Linked DNA regions of Mus musculus: region 1 is linked to region 2. The links are chromatin contacts, called in public promoter capture Hi-C maps. All regions are on one chromosome and are shown on one strand. The core of a region is the stretch at or near the end of the contact, and the rest is flanking DNA. Distances in the headings are between cores, read along the strand shown. Region 1 holds the start of Lrrc4 (leucine rich repeat containing 4). Region 2 overlaps Snd1 (staphylococcal nuclease and tudor domain containing 1).

The links. Promoter capture Hi-C pulls out the DNA fragments that hold promoters and counts their contacts.
Region 1: a promoter capture Hi-C map of liver shows a contact between it and region 2, with 3 times the contacts expected there. The contact joins the promoter of Lrrc4 here to the enhancer-like site in region 2. A contact is called at or near these places in 11 of 39 promoter capture datasets (the 3T3-L1 cell line, 3T3-L1-derived adipocytes, cranial neural crest and 6 more), 1 of 484 Hi-C or Micro-C datasets (nephron progenitors), 3 of 115 datasets of contacts at active chromatin or transcription factors (embryonic forebrain, forebrain and neural tube) and 4 of 9 other capture datasets (adipose tissue, embryonic stem cells, liver and 1 more).

The regions. Positions count from the first base shown.
Region 1 is chr6:28,827,608-28,833,921 of GRCm38.p6, reverse strand. It overlaps Lrrc4 (leucine rich repeat containing 4), which reads left to right and starts at 2,175. Exons shown (of 1, transcript NM_138682.2): 1 at 2,175-5,796. The coding sequence starts at 2,308. The coding sequence ends at 4,266. The region is part of intron 16 of Snd1 (staphylococcal nuclease and tudor domain containing 1); the gene reads right to left.
Region 2 is chr6:28,679,561-28,686,267 of GRCm38.p6, reverse strand. All of the region lies in intron 12 of Snd1 (staphylococcal nuclease and tudor domain containing 1), which reads right to left. Among named protein-coding and RNA genes, the nearest start is that of Lrrc4, 150 kb to the left of the region's middle. Within about 2 kb of position 4,542, at least 27 of the 459 cell types and tissues checked have an H3K27ac peak or open chromatin away from gene starts, as enhancers often do. A contact at or near this core is called in liver and pancreatic islet, where this site is marked.

The DNA.
Region 1 (6,314 bases), core at 926-3,425, 150 kb before region 2:
GCCCCCACAGCCCTCATTAAGAAAACTATCATTTAAAGCCCTAGTTACTGTGGGAGAGGGGAGGGGGCAAGAAAATGTTCGAGAGAGGGGACTGGAAGGACAGGCACAGAGTAAGGCGAAGCATAGACTTTGGTCTTCTGACTCAACGCAGCCCTTGCGTGGATTCGGCTGCCTGCCCCTAGGTCCCCACCATCCTGCAGATCCAAACTCTGGCCGCGCAGCCAGGCACCCCGTCAGCATTCAGCGGGGGTGCGGATGACGCGGGCGCTCGTAGGAGGCCGGCCAACTGCTGCAGCCCCACCGAGGGCCGCCGCACCCGGGCCCCTGAGCCCAGCAGTCCACGGCTGTAGGGTGCTGGGTGGCTCGGGTGGGGGCCGCGCAGTCTCCGCTGCAGCCCCGCACGGCTCCAGCCTATCAGCGGCCAACCAGCCACTCGCTCCGACCTGACCAAAATAGCTGCGAACGCCTGCGACTAGCGCGCAGCCCCTCACTTGACGCTCACTCGGACTCGCTCGCCCGCTCGCCCGCTCGGGCCGCTCCGATCGTCTAGAGGGGGCGGGGAGGAAGCTGCGGGGGAGGGGGGAGGGGGGTGGGGAAAAAGAAGGAAGGAAGGAAGGAAGGAAGGAAGGAAGGAAGGAAGGAAGGAAGGAAGAAGCGAGGAAGGCAGGCAGCCCTCCGCGACTCGGGGCTGCGCGGCGCGAGCCAGCGCGTGCTGGAAGGCGCGGCGTTAACCCCTTGAGGGCAGGCGGCAGAGGGAGAGCGGTGTTAATACATAAGAGCACTGCATCACGCTAATCTTCTCCCTAGAACAGTATGCGTCAGCAGTACATTCACGTTCTGACTGAAGGACAAAAGGATGAGAGAGCAGTCTGCGTGGCTGCCACCTGCAACACCGCGAGCCCGGCGCGAGGAGGAGACGGTGGGCGCCGAGCGCAGGGGCCCCGCTGCTGCCACCGCCGCCGCTAGCCAGCGGGGACCATGTTCACCGGCTTCGGAGCGTTTCCCGCAGCCGCTACCCCCACTGCTCACGCTGCCGTCGCCAGCGCTCTGGCCGCTGCAGCAGCCCGCTGGCAGCTCCGTTGCTGAAGGCTCCGGGAGCCCAGCGGCGAACTCGCACTCTCCGCACAAAGCCGGGGCCGGCGGCGCGCCGGGAGCCCAGCAGTGGCGGGCGGCGGCGGGCGCTTGCGCGCTGCCGGGGGCTGCGGCCGCCGCCGCTGCCGGACCCGCGCCCGCCCCCGGACTCCCTGAAGGGGCCTGCGGTGCGGGCGCGACCGCGGGCGCTGCGCGCTCCTCCGTTCGCGGACTGGGTCCCAGCACCACGTCCACGCCGCTGCCCCTCTGGGGCTGGACGGATTACCGCTCCCCGCACCAGCAGACGGCGGGACTGGAGAACTGAGCCCAGTTTTTGTCTTTTTAACCCTTCCGAGAAGAGGCGAAGAGAAAAGGGGGTGTGTGCCTAGGGAGGGCGAAGGCGCAGCGAACACCTCTTAACTCTCGCAGCCCCGCGAGCTCACGACTGCAATCAGCTGCCGCCAGCTCTGGGCGGCCGACGCTGGGAAAGCAGAGTGGAGAGCAGCGCAGCAACCAGCGAGCGCGGCCTGGGCGGCTTCGGGAGCGCCCCCGCACCCCCATCCCCCGCGGCGGCCCAGGGAGAGGGCTGGGGGCTGGAGACACACTTTGGCGATGAAGCGCCTTCTCCCGCGACTGGAACAAGCTGGTGCCAGGGTCCAAGGACAAAGCAGGGAAGCGCTGGTGGCGCCGCTCCTCGGGCTCTCGGGGGGGCATGCACCTGCATAGCCCGCCGGGCCTTGGCTCTCCCTGGCGCGCCTCAACTCCGCGGCTTCGCCGGCTCCGGATTTACTAGAAGCCATTTTGTCTCCCCTACCCCTCCCCTCCCCTCCCCTCTGCCCTCCCTGCCCCCACTACTTCCCCCTTTGTTAATTAAAACTAAAGTCAGAATGGGAACGATGAGCCCAGCTCTCGTGGAGAAAGCTTAAGGACACAGCGCTAATTCTTTCCTGCTTTCCTTCCGAGGTAGGTGACAGGGAATTGGGTGGGGATGGTCGCAACGTGGGAGAGAGTCTTAGCTTTCTATGGGTTGGCCTTGAGGGTGGGCTGGTAGATGAGGGGCCGCTCAGTAGTTTCGCAGGGTTTTTCTAGGCCGATCTGCTTGTCTCTAATCGCCCCCTCCCCACCTCCTTCTCCAGATGGAAAGAGGAGCTCCTAGCTCACTTAAGCCGGGGTAAGGCTGGTTCTCTTTTCCAAGCCAAAATCCCAGGCGATGGTGAATTATGAACGTGCCACACCATGAAGCTCTTGTGGCAGGTAACTGTGCACCACACCTGGAATGCCGTCCTGCTTCCCGTCGTCTACCTCACGGCGCAAGTGTGGATTCTGTGTGCAGCCATCGCTGCTGCCGCTTCAGCCGGGCCCCAAAACTGCCCCTCCGTCTGTTCCTGCAGTAACCAGTTCAGCAAGGTGGTGTGCACCCGCCGGGGACTCTCTGAGGTCCCACAGGGTATTCCTTCCAACACCCGGTATCTCAACCTCATGGAAAACAACATCCAGATGATTCAGGCCGACACCTTCAGGCACCTCCATCACCTGGAGGTCCTGCAGCTGGGCAGGAACTCCATCAGGCAGATAGAGGTGGGGGCCTTCAATGGCCTCGCCAGTCTCAACACTCTGGAACTGTTCGACAACTGGCTGACAGTCATCCCCAGTGGGGCCTTTGAGTACCTGTCCAAACTGCGGGAGCTCTGGCTGCGAAACAATCCCATTGAGAGCATCCCTTCTTATGCCTTCAACCGGGTGCCCTCCCTCATGCGTCTGGACTTGGGGGAACTCAAGAAGCTGGAGTATATCTCTGAGGGGGCTTTTGAGGGGCTGTTCAACCTCAAGTACCTGAACTTGGGCATGTGCAACATTAAGGATATGCCCAATCTTACACCCCTGGTGGGGCTCGAGGAGCTTGAGATGTCAGGGAACCACTTTCCTGAGATCAGGCCTGGGTCCTTCCATGGCCTAAGCTCCCTCAAAAAACTGTGGGTGATGAACTCACAGGTCAGCCTGATTGAGCGGAATGCTTTTGACGGACTGGCTTCCCTCGTGGAACTCAACTTAGCCCACAATAACCTCTCATCTTTGCCCCATGACCTCTTCACACCCCTGAGATACCTGGTGGAGTTGCACCTACACCACAATCCTTGGAACTGTGATTGTGATATTCTGTGGCTGGCTTGGTGGCTTCGGGAGTATATCCCAACCAATTCCACCTGCTGTGGCCGCTGTCATGCTCCCATGCACATGCGAGGCCGCTACCTGGTAGAGGTGGACCAGGCTGCCTTTCAGTGCTCTGCCCCTTTCATCATGGATGCACCCCGGGACCTCAATATCTCTGAGGATCGGATGGCAGAACTGAAGTGTCGGACTCCCCCTATGTCCTCTGTGAAGTGGTTGCTGCCCAATGGGACAGTGCTCAGCCACGCCTCCCGGCATCCCCGGATCTCTGTTCTCAATGATGGCACCTTGAACTTTTCTCGTGTGCTGCTCATAGACACTGGAGTATACACATGCATGGTGACCAATGTGGCAGGCAACTCCAATGCCTCGGCCTACCTCAATGTGAGCTCGGCCGAGCTCAACACCCCCAACTTCAGCTTCTTCACCACTGTAACAGTGGAAACCACAGAGATATCACCTGAGGACATAACACGGAAGTACAAGCCTGTTCCCACCACATCCACTGGTTACCAGCCGGCATATACCACCTCTACCACGGTGCTCATTCAGACCACCCGTGTGCCCAAGCAGGTGCCAGTACCCTCCACAGATACCACTGACAAGATGCAGACCAGCCTGGATGAAGTCATGAAGACCACCAAGATCATCATTGGCTGCTTTGTGGCAGTGACTCTCCTAGCTGCTGCCATGTTGATTGTCTTCTATAAACTTCGCAAGCGGCACCAGCAGCGGAGTACAGTCACAGCTGCCAGGACAGTAGAGATTATCCAGGTGGATGAAGACATCCCAGCAGCAGCACCTGCAGCAGCAACAGCAGCTCCGTCCGGTGTATCAGGTGAGGGGGCAGTAGTGTTGCCCACAATACATGACCATATTAACTACAACACCTACAAACCAGCACATGGGGCCCACTGGACAGAAAACAGCCTGGGGAACTCTCTGCACCCCACAGTCACCACTATCTCTGAACCTTATATAATTCAGACCCATACCAAGGACAAGGTACAGGAAACTCAAATATGACTCCCCCTCCCTCAAAAACTTATAAAATGCAATAGAATGCACAAAAAAGAGCAACTTTTGTACAGAGTGGGGAGAGACTTTTTCTTGTATATGCTTATATATTAAATCTATGGGCTGGTTAAAAAAGATTATATTAAAATTTAAAAACAAAAAAATGAAAACAAAACTATTTTCTAACTTGTAAGTTCTATTTAAAGGGGAGGGAAGGGGTTCTTGGCAATGTTGTGGGTAGGAGCCTCAAGTCAACTGCTGTAAGGTGGAAACTGCTAAGACAAAACAAACTAAAACAACCAACACCCCTAAAGTGGCAGGGTGTGGGCTGCTGGGGGCAGGGAGGATAGCCTGCATCTGTCAATTTTTAGAAGATGCTTTACAGGATCTAGGAATACCATTTCTATAGACACCTTTCTTAAGCTGAGAGCTGTCTTTACAGATCTATCTTATTAAACAAAATAATTTTAAAAAGCATCACAAATTTGTACTGTGCCCAAAGGTTGAGCGGTGATTTTTTTTCCCCTACAGAGACAATGGGGAAGATAGATCTGTAAATGTATTTTAAGTAGGAAAACCACCAAAATTCCAACTAATCCTTCCAGAGGTTGTTTCTTTGTACGTGTGCGCAAATCCTCTGGGTTTGTGCCTTCAGACTGGCATGTGTCTCCCCTGACAATGCTTCAAGACAGCTTGGAAGGAAGGGAGCTGGCGTAGCTCTCCATCAAATGCTTTCACATTGCACCAGATTCCTGCAGTTGGGCATAACCCACTCTGCAAGGCATGTGTCTATTCAGGGTTTCCCGGGAGGAGGAGGCGGCCTGAAGGGGGTGCGGCCGGCCCAGGAGGAAGGGAAGCAGAGCAGCAGCAGCAGAGGGAATGATTCACAGGAGGCCATAAATCAGCATTGTGCAGTGGCCACCTGTTGTTCCGGGTATCTGACAAATGATTGTAGACAATGATGACATTTTATGATTTTTCAAAAAAGATCTTGCTTGTTTTGAGGTGGAAAGGAGGATAGGCTGGGAATGGGGGGAACTTGGGGGAGTGGAAGCTTTTCTCTTGCTTAGGATTTGGTGACTATTCTAAATGCTGATTCATTAGGGATTATTGCAGCTGATGCCAACTAGTTGTGGTGATAGAGTGAGTGGGGGCAGAACATGAGTAGAGAGGGGAAGGAGAGCTAAAAAGGGCACAGGCTCAATTTAAAGAAGCCTTCGCCAACCAGGATGTTACAAGAACACTGACAAGGGGAACACACAAATGAGTTGGGCATGAAATTCTGTTGAATGGGCACCATTGGGGGAAGCTTCCCTCCCCTAGGCTACCTCCAGTAGTTACAAGCAAGGGCAAGGTCTCTTATTCTGGTCCATTTAATGATGTAACTTTCAGTTATTATTTTAGCTTTAAGAGAAAATTAAGGGTTCAGATTTGAAAGGGGGTGGTATGGGTGGGAGATGCCAACAAAAGAACACTGATTGTAATGTGAGAAAAGTGTATTTTTGTATTTTAATAAATATTGTTCAATTTTTAATTCAATGTCCCTAAAGGGTTAAATTGAATAAGATTCTGAACCTATACATACAGCCTTATACACACAGACCGAGTCATTTATATTTAAATGAAGGGGGTGGGGGGAGGGAAGAGGCTTGATGTGGGGAGGGAGACAATGTTAAATTTAAGTGTGGGAAAATGCTAAAAGCTGTCAACCACCTTTCTTTAGTTTAAATAAATGCACCCCAACTCCAGTGCATCTTTCACAAGCTAAGTGTGTTAGTCCCTGGCTTTGTTGGGGATATAACCAAATTCCCCATGCCCTGGAAAAAAGCAGGGGAAATGGGTCAGCCTCAGCTCCTGGGACCTGGCCAGAAGTGAACCGCCACCTCAGCAGATCCCGATGGTCAGGCAGTACAGGCTCAACCAGAGGACCCTGGGAGGCTTGGATTTAAGAGAGCCTCGGTAATGTAGTTTGGCTGCAAATTCCCACAGGCAGTGTTGCTGAATAGTCTGATGTGTTTGGAGGAGGTGGGGGTCTGGCTCTTGAGGTTCACAGAGCA
Region 2 (6,707 bases), core at 3,293-5,792:
TGTGAAGCAGGGGGTGGGCAACAGACACAAAAAAGGACAGTCTTGGAAGTGACTACTAACTGTAAAATTCTACAAACTTGATGAAAGGGATTCAAAGACAGACATCATGGTGCATGTTCTCAGAGAAGGCACCTTTCAGAGAGTGGATGAAGAGGCAAGCCCTGACTTCACAAGGCCAGAGAACTGTCTAGGAAATGAAGCTGTCAGAACAGATTCTTGTTTCAAATCCGATGGTTCTGGGAAGAGGTCACCCTGAGCTGATAGAGATATCATGGACACCTCTTAGCAGCGGAGCACGGCCTGGGAGCACACCCATCCATCCGCAGCACAGTCAATCACACACGCCACTGCAGAGGCAAGATTCATGGCTCCAGCAACAGTCCAGTGTTATCCAATATGCATGAAATCAAAGTTTTCATCATTTCCAGTGGTCAAAGGCCAGTGAGTGTTAAATCCCAGAATACCAGGATTAATGAAGGAGTCATTAAAGAGCCAGCATTAAATCACTTCAGTAGCCAATGCTGAGAGTGATGTCTGTAATATGTTACAAGGCTGATTAAAAAGAATCAAGTTCCAATTTAGACATGAATTACCTGATCTTCTTAAAACAGGTTGGACAGCTATCACGGCAATTTTGTTATTATAGGAGGAAGAGACAGTGGGCAAAGAAGCTCTGTCAGTAATGAGGACTCATCATCCTCAAATCACTGGGCAAAGAACTTCCAAGAAACAGATTGACAGTGTTATGGCAGTTCTAGAAAATTGTCCAAATTTTACTACTGCCCTTGACTTTTCTCACAGAAAAGTAATTTTGTAATTCTGAGACTGAGGGCCACCAACACTTTATGCCCAGGAAACACAGGTTTAGGTTCATTATGCTTTGTAACAATGTGACTCTGGTGATTTAGCAGACTCTATAATGAAGCCATTCTTCACTGGTAGGCTTTCTGAGTCACGATGGAGAGAGAGAGAGAGAGACAGAACCTAGTGAATAAAACCAAAGAAAGCTCTAAGCACGGCTGTGAGGGAGGGAACTAACATGTGCTGACCGTCACAAACTATCTTTGAATCCACAGCTAACACCAAGTGGTAGACATAATCTGTTTATGCATTCAAGTTACCAAATTTCTTTCTCTCTCTCTCTCTCTCTCTCTCTCTCTCTCTCTCTCTCTCTCTCTCTCCCTCCCTCCCTCCCTCCCTCCCTCCCTCCCTTCCTTCCTTCCTTTCTTTTTTTTTGGTTTTGTTGAGACAGGGTTTCTCTGTATAGCCCTGGCTGTCCTGGAACTCAGAAATCCACCTGCCTCTGCCTCTGCCTCTGCCTCCCAAGTGCTGGGATTAAAGGCATGCGCCACCACTACCCGGCCTACCAAATTTCTTAATGGGATTTAAAAAAAAAAAATCACAGCCCAACAAAACGGCACCTATAGTGTTAGGTTCCACTTTACAAACAGTTATTTATTCTCAGAGATGCTCTGGGTAAGGTGTTGAAAATGCTATTAATATAAAGAATCCAAATAAAATTTGAGAATACATTTAGCCCTCTGTATATGTGGCTCCCACACCTATGTATCCAACCAACATTCCAAACTATTCAGAAAAAAGGAATCATGACTACAGTGTACACACAGACTTCATTCCCTGCCATTATGCCCTTAACAATGAAATGTAACAACTACTTACATGGTGTCCAACTGTGTCAGGTATTATACACAGTCCAGAGAAGATCAAGTATATGGGATTATAGGTCCAGGTTATATGTTAACACTGACTGTGTGTGGATCTGGATGTCTAGAGGGTCCTGCAATCAATCCTCCTTGGATACTGAAGGACAGCTGTGGTATGCTTGACAATCCTTTCTGCCAACAGTTAAGAATGAGATTACATCTCTCCTTGAAGGGCTCTCTAAGGCCAAGTGATCAAATCTAATTCTAAAATCTTGTGTTATATAACCATAAATGGTACTCAAAATATTTAACATTAAGGCCCTAGATAGTTTGTCCTATCTGTTCTGGGTATGCTGGCTGGATAAAAACCTTTTCACAAATAGAAAGCCATGAGAGAAAGCAACCAGGATTATAAATTGGGTTGTATCTAGAAGGGCATCAACATAAAATAGTAAATCTACTCCAGGAAATTAGTTCGGATTAAAAGCTGCCAAATAATCAAGCTTTAGTTATCAAAAAATACACATTATTAATTTCTGACACACCAGTCTATCCCGAATAGAACACAACAAACTATTCTTCATGGCTGTTTTACTGCCGGGTTAAAATGGAGTAAAGCTCACAAATGGTGTTTACTGAACTAATACATAGATAAATGACACTGAAATTATGATTGGGGGATGCAGTTTGAGCTAATTATCAACAGTGGCAACGAATGAGGTTAAGAACAATAACTACAAGAGTTTCTGTTGAGGAGGAAATTTTACAATTATCTCCTGCTATCCAAAATAAGTAACTAAATTCATAAATCTGAATTTGATGACCAGAAAACACACCACTACTCTCTCAGGAAAGCATCTTAACTAGGGCCATGTTGGCAGCTAATGACAATAGATTATGGAGGCAATTGATAGAATTCACGAGGAGAACATGAATGGTGACTGTGCCTTTAATTCTAGGGCTCCAGAGGCAGAGACAGGCAGACAGATTCCAGGCCAGCCAGTGAAACCCATCCACAAGCAAACCAAACCAAACCAGAAATCCCTAGAAGATAAGTGACTGCTTAGGAAAGGCTGAGTGTGCTCATGAAGGGCGGGGACTGTGGGTAGACTTGTAAATCCCATCACAGGTAGGACAGTCACTTTAAATGGTTACTGTGAAAGAGTATGGCTGTTAAGAAAGAAAGAAAGAAAGAAAGAGAGAGAGAGAGAGAGAGAGGGAGGGAGGGAAGGAGGGAGGGAGGGAGGGAGGGAGAGAGAGAGAGAGAGAGAGAGAGAGGAGGGAGGGAGGGGGTAAAAGGGAAAGGGAAAGGGAAGAAGACAAAGAAATCATGGCTAGATGCTCAAACCAACTGGAAATTTGCTTCTCAGTTACTGGTTCTTCCACCCCCTAAACAGCAGAAGTGAATACCCCATCTGTCAGTCTTAGATGGCCAAGAAGAAATACATGAAAGAAACAGAACACCAATTGTCTCATGACACTGCTTTCCAGAAGGACCAGGTACTTGGCAAAAAGAGAGTAAACAAAACTTACCAACATCATGGCTTGAGCTGGAGGCAGAGTTTACACTAACCATAGCAGCTCAACCCCTAAATAGAGTTGGAATAGGAGAAATTACCAGATCCATAAAAGGCTGTTCTTACACATGAGGAGTGATAGAATGAACATCTGTAAGGGTTTCCATTTCCCTTGCTACCTACAACTCTGCTGGGGCCTGATCTGTGAGGACAGGAAAATGCTGGTTTGGGAGCCTTCTGTTTCATCTACAGGCGTCCTCTGTCACTGAAATCACCAAGTAAAGACTTAATGCCAGCTCTGCTCCAGAGCTACAAAGCAAGAACCCATAGGCATAAAACCACTATTTCTAAAACTCCAAGCCTTAGCACTTATTTTTAATTGGGGGCATGGTCTATTGTTTTTTTCCAAGTATCTCACGGGATTCAAAATAAGCTTTGTGAAAAACAGTAGTCAGAATCTTTTTTAAAAATATACTCAAGTTCTAAAAAGATGAAAGGCCAAGAATGACTGAGCATAGTTTAAGCCCCACCTCCCTGAAGAATCATAGAGTTGCTAGTACACCTGATCTTGAGAAAGACGTATAGGTAGGGAACAGACTAAATGCCATTAATTGCTTCAGAAATAGTGATGCACTCCGGATGCAGGTTGCAAGGAAGTAGAGAATCAGTTGTATAGCAACAAGGGAGAAGATCCCTCATCTTTTACTTCTTTACAACAGAACTCGCCAGCTGCCATACTGCAGTTCCTAGGCAGCTACAGTGACAAGAGCACCCCCCCCCCCCATGTGTACACATCATTTGGAAGTAAGGGAGGCTAGTTCTCAGCCTCTCTAAAGAACAGCGACAAATAACTCATGGCCGCTGTGACAAAACCAGGCCTACGTATCCAGTTTATTATTAGCCTGACATTAAACACCACTTAAAAACAAACAAAACCACCCACCCACACAAACACATACCCCAAGATGGAAAATTACACAATGGCATCTGGAATGATCAACTCTGATGAAGAAACTGGAACCAGGCAGACCCTGTGATGTCCAAAGTAGGGATGGGACAGTCCCAGCCCCTCTCACATTCCTGATGGCGTGTGCAAACACTGCTTCTGTCACAGCAAAGGACTGTAATGACAATCTGGATTCTGGAAGGCTGTCAGGAGCACCAAGCACTACTGAACTCAATCATTTTTGATAAGATAGAACAAAATTGTTTTGGCACACATTGATTCTCAGGGAGAAAACTTAAATTAAGTTTTTGTCTTGTTTAGATGCTAGAAAAAAGGCAGACTTTCCACCTTGCCCCATTACAGTTCATGGTCACAGCCCAGTCAGCTGGCACAAGCAAAGGCGGAGTATGCTTTTGCTCTCCAGAATTTATTAGCACCTGGACCAATTCCAAGGTCTACCTTTTATTGAGGCCTAAAGGGTGGCAGCTTCTGTAAACTTTTACTTCTATACAGAGTCTAGAAGGTCTATAATTAAGAGTTATAGAAATAAGAGCCAGGGAAACTGAACTATACTCGGAAATGAAAATATGGGTGGGGAATCAGGCCAAGGGTTTTCCTAAGAATTGAAGAACAGAATTTTCTGTTTTACTTAATGAGTTGTCTTTCTAGTGTGAACCACAACCGAGCCCAACAAAAGGTTAAGGGGTTTTCAAACACCCCATTCCGTCCTTCCTTTCCTTTGAGAGAGAAGTGACTTGGCTCCATGCTTTGAAGTAGAATAAGCCACTAAGGAGACTCTGGCTAACCTTCTCTTGATCCGATGTTTCCAAAGCTGCAGATTGTGCTAAATGACACATGACAACACAAATATTTCAGAGAAGGAAGGTTTGAACAGTGTCAGGGTAGGGCGCAGCACAGTTACTTCTTGGTTAAAAAAGAAACTTGTTTTTAAGGAGGAGGAGGATGGCAGGAGAACTGATACATGCTCCCCTTGCTACTGACTTGACACTGAGAGTTGATAAATCACAATTTCAACACAAAGGAAGCACAAATTAGAGCAACTGCCTGCTGATTCTCTATTTATTTGTAAGCAGATACATCAGGAGGCCAAAGGCTCTAAAGAAAATCCACTGAAAAGCCCTGAAAAGGTAGGCTCAAACTTCTCCACTATTGTCACTGCTCTCAGCTTCTACCTTTATGTCTGAGCCAGTCATGTTTACACTAAATCTCTCCCTATTTCTTATCTCTCCATATTCTAATTCATTTTCACTGGAGGCAGAAAAATTTATAAAGACTTCAAGACAGAGAATGCCAGTCTGCCCAGCGCGTTACACTGATAGCCTTCCACATTTGCCACTTCTTAGCTGGCAGGCACCTAGTGCACAAAGGGAAGGTAGCCAGCACGGTTCCTGGCGTCATTAAATTGCAATGGTATGTGAAGTTTCCTGAAATGCTGAGAATAGCACAGTCCACTTGTCTACATTTATGCAATAACTTGGCAATCATTACTGTCTATGTGAACAAAGTTCTTTACTATCAAACAGAGAGTCAAATCTAGACCATAATCCAACAGGACATGTTTGGTGGTCTTTGGGAGGCAGATATTAAGGGAGGTGGTGTAGGACTTGAACACAGGACCTAAACATAGTAGGCAAAGAAGCATTCTACCTCCCAATGATCATTCAGTTCACGGAATATGCTAATACATGTGCTGATTTGTTTGTTAGGGAATAGGATCCGTGGCTGGGCTCATAAGTAAATGTGAGAAACAAGAAAAGTATGGCACATAAAATATGGAAGAAAATTTGCTGTAAATCAGGAATAACTGAGGAATGGGATTGGCTAGAAATGTGAGGGGGTGACTGGGAGGAGAGATGCCCTTAGGTCACCAGTGACTGCTGAGCGGAGAGAGTGCTGGGCTGAACACATTACCGCATTTATAAGAGTGGTTTTATAATAGCACCATTAATATCTCTAACTTACAGACAATAAACTGAGACCCAAGATTATACAGCCATCTAAAGGTAAAATAGAGGTTTTTACCTTCATGTCTGTTTACCTCCAAAGTCTACATGGGAATAAAAAACCCCACAGAGATCCAAATTTCTCATCTGTGCTACTATTGGGCTTGGGAGAGACAGAGAGAAATCAAACCGCTTTTTTTTTAACCTTTCTGAAAATGTTTCTATAATTTCTATTACTTTTTTATATTTTTTAATAGGTATTTTCCTCATTTACATTTCCAATGCTATCCCAAAATTCCCCCATACCCTCCCCCCACTCCCCTACCCATCCACTCCCACTTCTTGGCCCTGGCGTTCCCCTGTACTGAAGCATATAAAGTTTGCATGACCAATGGGCCTCTCTTTCCACTGATGACCGACTAGGCCATCTTCTGATACATATGCAGCTAGAGACACGAGCTCTGAGGGTACTGGTTAGTTCATATTGTTGTTCCACCTATAGGGTTGCAGACCCCTTTAGCTCCTTGGATACTTTCTCTAGCTCCTCCATTGGGGGCCCTGTGATCCATCCAATAGCTGACGGTGAGCATCCACTTCTGTGTTTGCTAGGTCCTGG